Linked DNA regions of Gossypium hirsutum: region 1 is linked to region 2. A link is a contact called in public Hi-C data. All regions are on one chromosome and are shown on one strand. The core of a region is the stretch at or near the end of the contact, and the rest is flanking DNA. Distances in the headings are between cores, read along the strand shown.

What was found. A called contact is a pair of places that touch in the nucleus more often than the background predicts.
Region 1: a Hi-C map of leaf shows a contact between it and region 2, with 8 times the contacts expected there. The contact joins the promoter of LOC107948121 here to the promoter of LOC107910274 in region 2. A contact is called at or near these places in 5 of 34 Hi-C or Micro-C datasets (hypocotyl and leaf).

What each region holds. Positions count from the first base shown.
Region 1 is chrA04:56,095,158-56,101,755 of Gossypium_hirsutum_v2.1, forward strand. LOC107948121 (1,4-alpha-glucan-branching enzyme 2-2, chloroplastic/amyloplastic) reads left to right here and starts at 3,412. Exons shown (of 22, transcript XM_016882590.1): 1 at 3,412-3,706; 2 at 4,548-4,705; 3 at 5,243-5,499; 4 at 6,407-6,505. The coding sequence starts at 3,577.
Region 2 is chrA04:55,853,307-55,859,583 of Gossypium_hirsutum_v2.1, forward strand. It overlaps LOC107910274 (dnaJ protein ERDJ2), which reads right to left and starts at 4,856. Exons shown (of 11, transcript XM_016838080.2): 1 at 4,745-4,856; 2 at 4,017-4,259; 3 at 3,831-3,926; 4 at 3,374-3,494; 5 at 3,164-3,270; 6 at 2,843-3,060; 7 at 2,363-2,540; 8 at 1,826-1,945; 9 at 1,223-1,309; 10 at 481-591; 11 at 1-23. The coding sequence starts at 4,202.

The DNA.
Region 1 (6,598 bases), core at 2,162-4,661, 240 kb after region 2:
TTTTGAGCGCTTTTAGGCATTCTACAGCCTATAAATACGCCCTAAAGGAAGAGAAAAAGGGACACAGAGAGAAGGAGGCAGGGAACTTGTGACAGCCCTAAATTGACCCTAGTCGGAGAGTGGTTTCAGGACCATGAAATCGAGTCTTATAAATAATTAAAGATTATATTATGTGTTTATGATGTGCGTAAATGCTTGTGTGATAGTTCCATACTTTAATTTGGTCAGTGTATGTGAAATTTATTAGTAGGGACTTATGTGAGACAATTTAGAAATATGCTAGGCAAGTGTTCAAGTGGCCTATTAATATATGTGGGAGAGTGATTGTCCTTGCATGTCAAATTAGCCAAATTAAAGCATAGTGGCCGGCCATGCTATGGGTGGAAACATGTCACAAACATGTTAGGTTAGTGATGTATGTTAGGAAAAATAAAATAATGAGCATGGTAATTAAATAATGAAAGGGAGGAGTGATGAAAAAAAAATGGTCTCATCCATGCCCCCCCCTTTGCCGTGAGTGGAAGAAAGAAAACAAAGAAAAAAAAATGTGTGTTCATCCTTGAACATCTTATAAAAAGTTAGGTCACGTCAAAGCAGATTGTTATAAATTGCGAAATAAAAGAGCTACTGAGAGTAACGAGGAAGATGTAGCTGGTGCTAATTTGGCCGATGAAAACGTGATGATTTCTTATTAGTGTTAAGGAGCGATAATTTCAAGCTCATGTCCGAGTGGATCCTAGATTCGGGATGTTATTTCCACATGTGTTCCGATAGAGAATGGTTCTCCACATACAGTTCAGCTGAAGGTGGACTTATGTGCATGGGAACGATTCATCTAGTAAGGTAATTGGTATTGGTACTGTTAAAATTAGGATACACAATGGGATGATTATGACACTCTCAGATGTTAGGTATGTACTTGATTTACGAAAGAATCTCATCTCATTGAGTATTTTAGACTTGAAAAGATGTAGAATTGACATCAAGTCGAGCGGCATTAAAGTATCTTGTGGAGCTCTCATTTTATTAAAAGGTAAAAGAACCAATAGTCTTTATATTCTGGAAGGTTCTACAGTGATCGGTGAAATCGGACGTCCCTTGTCCGTTATGGAGTCGAAGTCAACTAATTTGGAGTAGAGGCAACTTGGTCATAGGAGGGAAAAATGTATGACTGTTTCATTGAAGAGTGGTTCTCTTTTGGATGCAGGTTTTGAAAAGTTAGGGCACTGTGTTCGTGAAAATCAGACTCGGGTTAGTTTTGATTTGGTAGTGTACAAGTCAAATGTTAGAAGTCTTCCAGTTTCTAAGCACAAATTCGACTAAGTTAATTCCCTGCATAGTTCAAGATAAGCTCGTGGAGGGCTTTGGCAAAGATGGTGTTGTGGAAATATGAGTCAAGGTGGAGATTTGTTAAATGTGACTCCTATTTTCAATCAAATTTGAGAAATAATCTTTTAGTTAAACTCTGTTTATTTGTTTCAATCAAACACTAATTAGTTTAGATTATTTTATTATTATTTGACCTATGAATTTAGCCTATAAATAGGCTTTTTTACAACATTAGAAAATACACCAATTAGATATTAGAACTCATAACACATTTAGAGAATTTTGTGTTTATGCTTTGAGGTTCTTTGTTTTTGGGTTTTCGAGGTTTAGTTTTTATCTCCATCTTTTGTACTCTTTGTTCTTTTGCCATTATAGTAAAATTATCTTTGCCTGTGGTTTTTTATCCTCTTTGGAGGGATTTTTTAACGTTAAATTTGTGTGTTCAATTTCTCAATTTATTCCGCTATTTTTTCTAAAAGAGCCTATTTATAGGCTAAATTCATAGGTCAAATAATAATAAAATAATCTAAACGAATCAGTGTTTGATTGAAACAAATAAACAGAGTTTAACTGAAATATTATTTCTCAAATTTGACTAAAAATAAGAGTCATATTTAACAATAATATTTTGGAACATATGGAAATGTTATGGTGATGTTTGGATATGTTTTGGAGTGTTTTAGAACAAACTTTTAGTTGAAGGCCTTAGTATCAATACTTGGGCTTAGTAGTATCACAACAAGGCAAACACAATCCAAATTGCTACAGTCCAGGGACTTGTATTGGTACATCTATGGACTTGTACCACAACAAGTGCCTTAGACTCAAGCAACTGCATTGTTTTGAGTCGTTTTGACTTTCTGAGTTCTGTTTTGGGTCTCAACGACCTCCTAGCATCTTCAAAATGATTTTAATTGTATTTAAAGACTTTTAATTGTCCTAAAATTGAATTAATGATTTTATAAAAAAGTTTTAAAGTTTCAAGTTTAGTAAAATTTTTATTTCTTTCAATTCAAATGATTTCATTTTACGCCGATAAGCTTCAAACACTTGGCTTAGAATTTAAATAAGTCCTAATATGTATCTAATTACCCAAAATGATTTCAAATCATAATTGATACTTTTTTAAATGTTGGGAATTGTTTTATGACTTTTATAAAGTTGTCAAATGGTATTTTATTAAAAGAATTTTTTTACTATGATTTAAAAAGTGCTTTAATAGTACCTCCCATTCATAATATACGCCGAGACGGATAAGAAATGTTACAACCATACCTTTCTTAGACGAGCAACATTATTATAAAGCCTCCCTTATCATACCAACCAATGAAATTGATGAATCTACTAGGGTCCTTTATATGACCACATCACCTTCCAAGCATGATCCTTAGAGTCCATTCATCCTAGACAAGTTGCTGATAAGCAACCAAGACAGTGCACTACTCAATGCTAACCATGTCCACTTACAAATATCAACCCCAACTAGAAAAAAATAGAAGTGCCGTGTACATGTAAGAGAGCCTTCTAACTACTATTACCGGCAAATTTACCCCATTCCTAAATATTATAGTCATTAATCATGTCAGAAACTAAAGAAGTCTCATCCATTAGGGCCATACAAAGATTCTTGATGTAATTTTCCAATAAAATGTTTTAATCCAACTAACAAGTATGTTAAATAATTTTATATGAAAATTTTATATGAAAAGCTGCAGTAATTTATGGGCCCAAATTTATACACATCTTTTTTGGCTTTGGGAATTACGACCATCTTGATTTTGTTTAGCTCCCTCATCATGCAACTTTGAAAACTAGTAATAAAGTAATGGAAATGATGGCAGTGGTTTCACCATCCGTTGTTCCTGTCTATTGCTTATTAAGCAGAACCCACTTGACTAAGGCATCGGTTAACGGTTCCAATTTCATGAAAAGATCGAATGAGTTAGATGAACGGCCGATAAATGATAATGAATACTAGGTAGGTCCCACAGTCCAAATCACCCATTCCCATGCAATTCTCCACGGCACATGTAGCATTCCCCATTCATTTAATTTAGTTCCCTCAATTTTGATTTTAGATTTTTCATTCATATTTCACGCTTTTCTCAGTGTAACTCATTGCCGATATTTGCTCTTCATTCTCTCTCTCCCACGGATCTGTATTTTATTTTCAAAGAAAAAACACTTTTCCTCTCCTTTACTACCTTCCGAATCAGAAAAAGTAAAAAAAGAAACTGTGAAAAAATAATGCTTTTTAGTGTATCTGGTTTACGGTTTCCTCGTGTGTCTCCAGTCTACAGGTACTGTGCGTCAAGCTTCAATGGCGCTTCTACGAGTTGCAGTTTGTCGCTTTTGTTGAAGAAGCATCACTTTTCTCGTATTCAGCCTCCCTTCTCTTCTCTATTTTCTTTATATATTTTGTTTTGTTCAGCTTCAACTTTCATAACTTCTTCTATTTTTCTATAACTGATCTAATCTTGTTTTCATTTTCCTATTAACAAAAAAAAATTATTATGAAACAGTAATCGGTTAGCTTTAGCAAGTTTTATCACTCAAAACTATAATGCTTGATTTATTTAAGAAAAAAAAGTTGGAAACAATGGCGAAAAGGAGTTCCGAGTTGTAGATGATCCATACGAAGAAACGAAAAGAATTCAAATATTCTGTCCTTTAATGAAATTTATAGTTAAAGTATGAATATTTAAATATTCTTTGATGCACGCTATGGCTATCGCGATCGCCAACGAGTGATTTGTTAATATTGGAAGAAACATGGATTGTTGAACAACTGATCACCATGTTCAAAATGTTACCGCTGAACTTGTTGCAATAAAAAAAATTGCAACGAAGTTTCTGGTTTATGAAATGAAAAACTAATAATTGCATATGGAAGGAACTGTAAAAAAGGACGATAATTTAATTTCGCAGTTAGGGAACCTTAAGTAGAAAATAAAATCATAACTATTAAAAGAGTTATAGGCGTATAATTTGTTGCATCATCAGCCTATTGTCAAAAGTCATGGTTGGATCATTTCCTTTATTTTCTGAGTTTCCCGATATGGCTGTTGATTCTGATTTCTCTTCTTCTGTAATGAAGACGGATCTGAATTTGTTAGTATAATTTTAGTACTGGAAAAAGAGTTCTCTATGAATGGTGACTGCTTTTATAGACATTGGCTTCACAATATGTGGAGAATTGATTTGATGCTTGCTTGTAGGGAGGATCTTTATAGAAAAGTCTTCTTCTCATTCAGCCTTCTCATCCTTAACCGTTGCTGCATCCAAGAAAGTGCTGGATCCCGGTGGTCAGGGTGATGCTTCTTCACCCATGACAGATCAATTGGAAAGTCCTAGCACTATTTCAGATGATCCTCAGGTTTGCAATTTTCTGAGAATAATGCGTACTGTGTTTTGAATTTACAGAAATATTACTCTTTTCTTTTAGATTGAGTGCAGTTGAATTTTCATGATTTTATACTTGGGAGTAAATTTGGAAAATGAAATTCTGGGATGGTGTTTGTGCCATTCAAGCCTGTTGATTCGTGTGGTTCTATGTCTGAACTCCGAATCTTTTGAAAGTAAAATTATAATAAACAACATATAAGGATATATTTGGGAACGGTATGTTCTTGGTTTTTTTATCTTTGATGAAGTCATTCAAGCTTGTTGGTTCTCTAAAACAGTTTTTAACCTCTTTTTTTTTTTTTTTTGAAAACTTGTGACTCTGATTCTGAACAATTACTGTTTTGGAAGAAAAATTATAGTAAACGGACATAAAAGTTGAGCAGCTGAGGACTAAGGTTGAGGAATGGCATTTTCTTAGTTTTACTTTTATCTTTGAAGTTCTACATTTTAGGTAACTAAATCAAATGCAAAGAGTAAAAGTCCTTATCTCTTTATGGTTCTACTATAGGTAATTCATAATGTAGATAGTGAAGGAATGGAAGATGAAAAAAAGATTGAAGTTGAAGAACAAGAATCTTTTCCGTCTGTGTTTTCAAATAATGATGAAGAAGCTCATGCTGAGGAGCCATCTGTCCCTTTACACAGGAACGCAAGTACTGAGAAAACTGAAGCAAAACCAAGGTCCATTCCCCCTCCTGGTGCAGGGCAGAAAATATATGAAATAGATTCACTATTGTTGGGTTTCCGCGATCATATCGATTACCGGTAATATAAATCTTCTTTTATTTACTTGTATGCGTCTCATCTGATAATTGGAATTCAAGTGTTTACTCTTCTCCGGGCTTTAGAAGGAAGCTGTAGGTTTTAGTTCTTTAGTTTCTTGGAATTTTTTGCCATATTGGTTATAGTTGCCTGTGTACTGTGATTGCCTATCTTCACTACAGCAGACTTGCACGTGGTACTTGGAGGTCCATGCTGGTATTTGGATAGGAACTCAGTGAATAAATCTGTATTTTTGTCTCCTATTAGCTGTTAATATTTATTCTATGCTTTGACTTTTGAGAAGCAATACTTGGAAAAGCACTCAGAATTCATTACACTTTGCGTTTGCTTTATTATTTTAGGGCCTTTTGTGGGTTGTCTATTTCTATTATTTTGTTTTTTAACTAGATTTGATCTGATTGAACAAGCAAGCAAGTCACTCTGCTTTCTTTCTCGTTTGCTAGAATCTGTAACGGAATTATGTTGCTATTCTTGACTGGCTTAAATTGTTAAAGCAATAAGCTACTTATTGATCTTATCATTGTACTTGTGTTCAAACACAAGTGGATATTGCTGCTTACGGTCTTATGATTATATGTCCCCTTGAACTGCAGGGGAAGGAGTTACAGTTCCTTATTGGAAAATATTCTGAAAATGTAAAAAAGATGTATCTGATTAAGTTGCTTGTTTTAGGTGTGATTTGACTTGCCAGCTTTAGTTTTTACTGTCAGTAATATGTTTTGTTTTCACTGCATAGCTCTCCGGTGTTATATTAGCTTGTACTATCTGTTTTTTCCTCTTTTCTTATTTAATCTGTGCTATACCTCATTTTTCTGCACTGTTTCATATCCGGAATACAATTAATAACATTGTCCAGATTTGATTACTTTGTATATTTTATCCATTATAGGTATGCACAATATAAAAAAATACGCAAGGAAATTGACAAGTATGAAGGTGGCTTGGAAGTGTTTTCTCGTGGCTATGAGAAGCTTGGTTTCACGCGCAGGTTACTTTCCTTCCAATACCTAGTGTGGCATATTGGTTGTAGCCCTCATGGTTTCATGTCTTTGCTTTTTATGATAAGTGAAATTTATTTTGT
Region 2 (6,277 bases), core at 3,606-6,105:
AGCTCTTGAAACGTTCGCACTTTCTGCAGACATAGTGAGAAAATTTTTCAAACCAAAGAATAATAGGAAAGCAGGTGCAAAATGTTCGGTAATGCCATGTCCCATGATTCTTGCATGTTACCACAACATCAAGGCAAACATCTTTTATAGAGCATTTGCCAATCTGTCAACTAAACAATGGAATATTTTCGCTTCATTCTAAGACAATTTAACCATTTCCATGAATGTAAAATTTTCAATCTGAAGTCTCTGAGGCTTCAGCTACTTAACCAGTGTTTTTCTTTCTAATCCACAAATAACTTAATCCAAAAACGTCATCAAATGGTTCACATGGTGTGCCTTGATACATAGATATTAACCAAGCACCAAAGGATACAACCTGAAAAGCAGCCTAAATACAGGTGGCAACATAGAATTCTTGCAGATGCATCACAACTCTCTTAGTGCAGTACAAAACCAATAAAAGAAGTATATGACTACCTTCCGTGCTATCTTTTTAACTATGGCCTCGCTAAAATGCGGCAACTGTAGAAAGGGTGCAACACCTTCACTAGATCCCCCAGCAACCTTTCTAGCACTTAGCGGAACAGCCTGGCTCAATTAATAATTAAAAAATAAAACTATTCATCAATTTGTTGAGAGGGAGAGAGATAATAAAATAAGAAGAATGACACTTCTAATAAACTAATAGAGGATGACTAGATATAACAGTATTAGAAACAAGTCGCAGTGAAGACAACCTGTAGAATTGTTAGAAGAGAAGGTTTACAAATAGGGATTTAGTATGAAATTGCAGTAAGGAAGATAACAAAAAAACAAAAAGAATTGGTCAAATGCAATAGGAAAAACAAAATGAAAGGATTGCCAATGGCGCCACACACACACATAGACAACTGAGACAGCAGTGTGTGACCAAAAATTAATATTCCACTCCAATCCCTAAAAGGAAATACAACTTGCTAAATCTAAAGAAAAAAGAAAGAAAAGAAAAGAAAAAGCCTATATTGGGTCCATTTAGGAAATTGATCCTTCTTAAACTCACCTTAACGCCAAGCATATGCAAAGCAAACAATTTATTATGCTGCATATTAACATTTTCCTTTTGATATTTTGCAAATGAACGCATATATGGAGGTAACATAATATGGCACCATAAAATCATTCACAAGGAAAGCACCAAACTTTTTTTCAAAGATTCCTCCCAAAGAGTTTATAGGCATACCTGAATGATATTCTGAGAAAGCTCAACCACGCCAATAGCAGGTCTCAACCATCCATGCCCTTGAGCAGTACGTGGTAGCAATGCCATCTGTATCCATATATAACATAGTGACCATTACAGCTTCCAATGAATGCTGATAGAAAATTTTCACTTGCAAGCATCAGTTTTCCGAAAAAGTATTAAGATAGCATAGCACCTAGAAAATGCACTCACACAACGCTGCCTGCTATTGAACAAAATGGTTTTGTTGTCTAGGAATTTCAAAATATTAGGGCCTAATGCACTAATTATCTAGAATATTATGACTAGCAAGAGGGACTGCAACGGACTGTGAGACCAACTTGTTCTTTTTCACTTCTTTACCAAAGAGACTGAGATAGTAAATGCACTTGATTTCTTACTAAATCTTTCAAAAGCTTAGCTGCCACAAGAGTACCAAAAAGTTTCAAGAATAATATCAATCATCTTTAGAGAAACAGTAAAAATCAGGAGCTAATCTTATCAATATGCTCAAATGTGAATGCATGTGCAAGAGAGGATTTTCAAAAATCAAGTGCAACAAATCCATTATCGTGCTAGAAGAACTGAGAAATTTAAATTCACCTTCACTAGTTCCTCAAGAAGGCGGGGTGAAAGCTCTAGCATACGTCTAAAATCACGCAACAAAGCTGGTGTCAGAGCTTTAGACTCACGAGTCAACTGGGCTTGGATCAACAATTCTGCCTGAAAAGTACAAAGGTAAGTAATATAAAGCAGCAAGAAGAATGAGCCTTAACTTCGGAGTATTTGAAACAATGAGATACTAATGCCTCCGTTTGGCTATTGATGTAATAACATGAGGAAAAAGCTTATTTATTATGTATGTATTACAATAGTTAGACATAAAATAAAGAATAGTTAGTACAAATTTAAACTTGAAATTAGAAAGATGAGGAAAAACTTTTGTAAAAATAAGACCTCTTAAAAGAAAACAAAAAATTTCCCTTCTCCTTTCCTAAAACAAGTTATGTGAGTGGCTAAAAATTACCAATTGAAATTAGCTTATAGCTAACTCATATAATAAAACGTGCTGAATAAATAATGTTCCTACCAAACGTAGCATAAAAGAAATAGACGAAAGCAAGGTTGCATGTCAGCCACCTTTACTAAAGCTGGATGCTGCTTCCAAAACTTGGCTTGTTCTTGGCGAATATTCTTGAGGTCCAAGTTTAGCTCACTCCTAACCAACATAAATAATTTCTGAAGGGGTTCCCCATCACTTCGCCGTACTGGAATTTCCATGAATTCTGCAGCTTTTATAAATACACCCAGGACCTTGCTGCAAAATTAGGATGATATTGAGAAACAAAATGAAAAATAAGAGCAAGCCTTGTCGAACATGGTCAATTGAAGTGTAATTTATGAAAGCTTTTTGTTTGACACTATTGACTTCAAGTCTTTATGATGCTAAGCGTCAATGCAACCAGGAGTAAGGCGAGAGAAGTATCTCTCTCATTAGCCTAGTTGAACTTCTGGCTGGTGTGAAAATTTCAAGCCATTACTGAAATTTTCTATATAATTTAGAAATACAAAGTAGTAGTTAACTTTTTATAAGCACTTTTATACAGTAAAAATTTATACCTTGGGGCTAAAGAAGGTTTCATGAAATAGTAGTAGGCAGACAATGTTTGGTGCATCACATAATTTCCAGTGTATTTGGCTGATCTTGAAAGATATATAACAGCCAACACCAAAGGCAGAAGGATGCATACTCCAACTATTCCTAAAAGAAGTATTCCACCTGATGCTCCATCAATATTCAACAGGAATGGAGGTAGGGCTATACCCATTTGAAGCCCCTAAATTAAGAATCCAAGAAAATTGGAAAAAGAAAAAATCAAAATCCCTTGTTCATGAAACTAGCAGCGTCTGCAACAAAAGATGAAACAAAGAATCTGTTACCTGCCTGCCATCAGGGTGGCCATACTTTTCAAAATTCTCCCGAGAGACTGGATCTGTCAGGGCCTGATAAGCCTTTGAAATGAATTCAACAAAATAATCATGGGCCTCTGAGAAGAGCCGGGAGGAGGAAATGGTAGATAGGTATTAGGTCTTCCAAAAAATCAATGTATTACAAAAACCAGATATGGAACAAAAAATTAAACCTATAACCTGGATCTGGATTTTTATCAGGATGATACTGTATGGAAAGTCTCCTATATGCTTTCTTTATGTCTGAATCTGAGGCTCCGTGTTCCAAACCAAGAATACTGAATGGCTCAAATACTTTAAACTGCAAACCAAGAAAAATGAAGACAAATCATGTTCTATCATGAGAAACAAGCCAAGGCACATCACATACAGAGTATAAAATGTTGAAGAAACAACCAACTGGCTGTTAGCATTAATATATTAATACATGACCAAGCTGATACTAGCATATGAACATTCAGTCCACATCCAAAAACAAAAACAAATAGGTGAGAACAGATGCCTATACTTTCTCAAACCACACATAAGATATAAATTCTTCACCTAAACCCAAAGTTCCAGCAGAGAGGATGAGGTTTAGCAGCTGACTACTAGATTAAATCATGTAGTCATCAGATATTAAGAACAAATGGATTACCTCATGACTTGTATGCTTGATATAGTATATCAGCACCACCATGACAACCCAGAGAAGCACAAGGGTCAGATTACTACAAGTTGAGAAGTTCGAGATCTGCAAAAACAATCCAAAATATCACAAATACTTATCAAATTCAAACAAAGTTCCAGACGATAAATGAAATACAATCAGAAGCATATCTACCCGTTTGAAAATTGATTTCCTATACTTCCCAGACCGAGAACACACAGAACACTGGCAATGGATAGTCATTGCCTTCTTCGAGAATGTGTTTAATATCTTAACTATAGTGTATGGCACTAATGGCAGAGCCATTATAGTCAACACAAAGATTGGAAACAAGGCACTGTTCTCTTCCGAAGCACCCATATTCACCTTCTTACTTCAAAAATAAAATTCAAGGAGATCTTTCTTCTTTATATAACTCTGTGACAACAATTTGAGAAACAATCAACCGAGGAAAATACAGATAAAATCTTAATTCGAAATATGCCTATCCAATTCTCCTTTGGCAGAAAAACAAAATTGAATTATTATACTATAAATTAACTAATTAAAGTTTGGCACCAAAATTACATTTACATTAAAACTCATCAGAAATCAAAATAAAATCATTATTGAAATTATTTCTCAAATAAACCTTAAACTGGAACTTCCCGCCCCATGAATATCGAACTTGAATGAATATTCATTCCAGGAAAAAAAAAGGGTAAATAAATAAACCCATATGTTAATATGCTTCAATTTATTGATTTAATAAATAAACTAACGGAGAAACAAAAACCTTACTATTAAACTACTAGAGCTGATCGAATTTCTGTCTAGAAACTAGAAAGCAAAGCGTTTCAGCAGAAGAAGATTCGATTTTATTACTATTACTATTATTCTTCTTTGGTTAATAGAGATCTTACAGCAGAATTTAGCGGAGGGATGCCAGATCTCTATGGTGTGTTAGCTGCTTCACCTTCAGTTCTGGCCCAGGCTTCGGCTTGGCCTTCTTCTAAGTTCAAATTGCGATTTTAGTTCGTGGACCCAAAGCCCAACAACATCCAAAAATCCTAACTGAAAAGGGAAAGCCAGCCCCGGCCCTTTTTCCTTCCCCGTCAACTTCTGCGCGTAGCACAAACTTAATTTATAAAGCGCATACAATCGAATTCATATAGCAAATTCAAAGAATTTATTTCTACAATTTAAAAATTAACTTCACTTTTATAATTAAATTTAAATAAATATTTTTGTAACGACTCAATTTTTAGTGATGTTAAAAAATACAATTTCGAGACTTCATTTCCATAAACGAGTTTGTAAATATTAAATAAAGATGTTATGGGATTAGCATATTAATGAATTGAAAATTGGTTAAGAGATTTAGTCGAAATTGTGAGTAATTAAGGCTCAGAGACTAAATCGCAAAAATTTAATCGCTATAAATTTTTAGTTAGAATAAGGCTTGGGGATTTAAATAGCAATTATCCAAATGACTGGCTAATAAACCAATTTTAAATGAATGTGGGATGTGATGTTAATTGTCATTAGATTTAATAAATTAAGGATTAAAGTTTAATTAAGCCTTGTTAAAGTAATTAATTAAATTAAATCTAAGTATATAAGTAAATTAAGTGGGAAAAAAAGATGACAATGTAACACCCCTTACTAGAGTCTGAGGCCAGGACTGGGTACGAAGCCATGCATACATTCGTTTTTGAGTCACCGAGACTTGATTAAATTTAAAACTCTTTAGAACTCTATTTAAACTCCTTAAAGTGGGCCTACAAGGCCTCAAAATTTCTTTGGAAACCCTTCGGAACCAACTCAGGTCCTTAAATCGACTAAATAAAAATGATTCTTAAAACAGGGCACAAGCTTGTGTGGAAGGGCAACACCCCCATGTGGTCGTTATAACATGGTCGTGCTGATGGCCTGTGTGACTCACACGGCCTAAGCATCTAGGGACACGCCCGTGTCCCATACCCGTGTGAATTTAATTCCAAATTTGAACCTACAGTGGTTTTCACACGACCTAACACACGCCCGTGTCTATGGCCCGGCCATGACACGCCTGTGTCCTAGCTCGTGTCTAAAAACCTTGACATTCTGTTTCTAATGTCAGTATCCAATAAGGGGCACATGACCAAGGCACACGCCAGTGGCCAGAGGCCGTGTCCTCCACACGGCTAAGACACACGGCTATGTCTCTGCCCTGTGTTTACTACCATGCATACTGGCTTGAAATTTTTACGTGCAGGGGGCACACGGTCTGACAACATGCCCATGACACATGGCCTAGACACATGCCTGTGTGTTTACCCTTGTGGACAACATAGGGCTATTTACCAAGTCCTTTTGCCACCCTGAAACACAAAATAACAACATCCATTTTACGAAAGACTATCATAATATGATTCCTCAACCCAACAACCACATCTAAGGCCTTTACACATTTC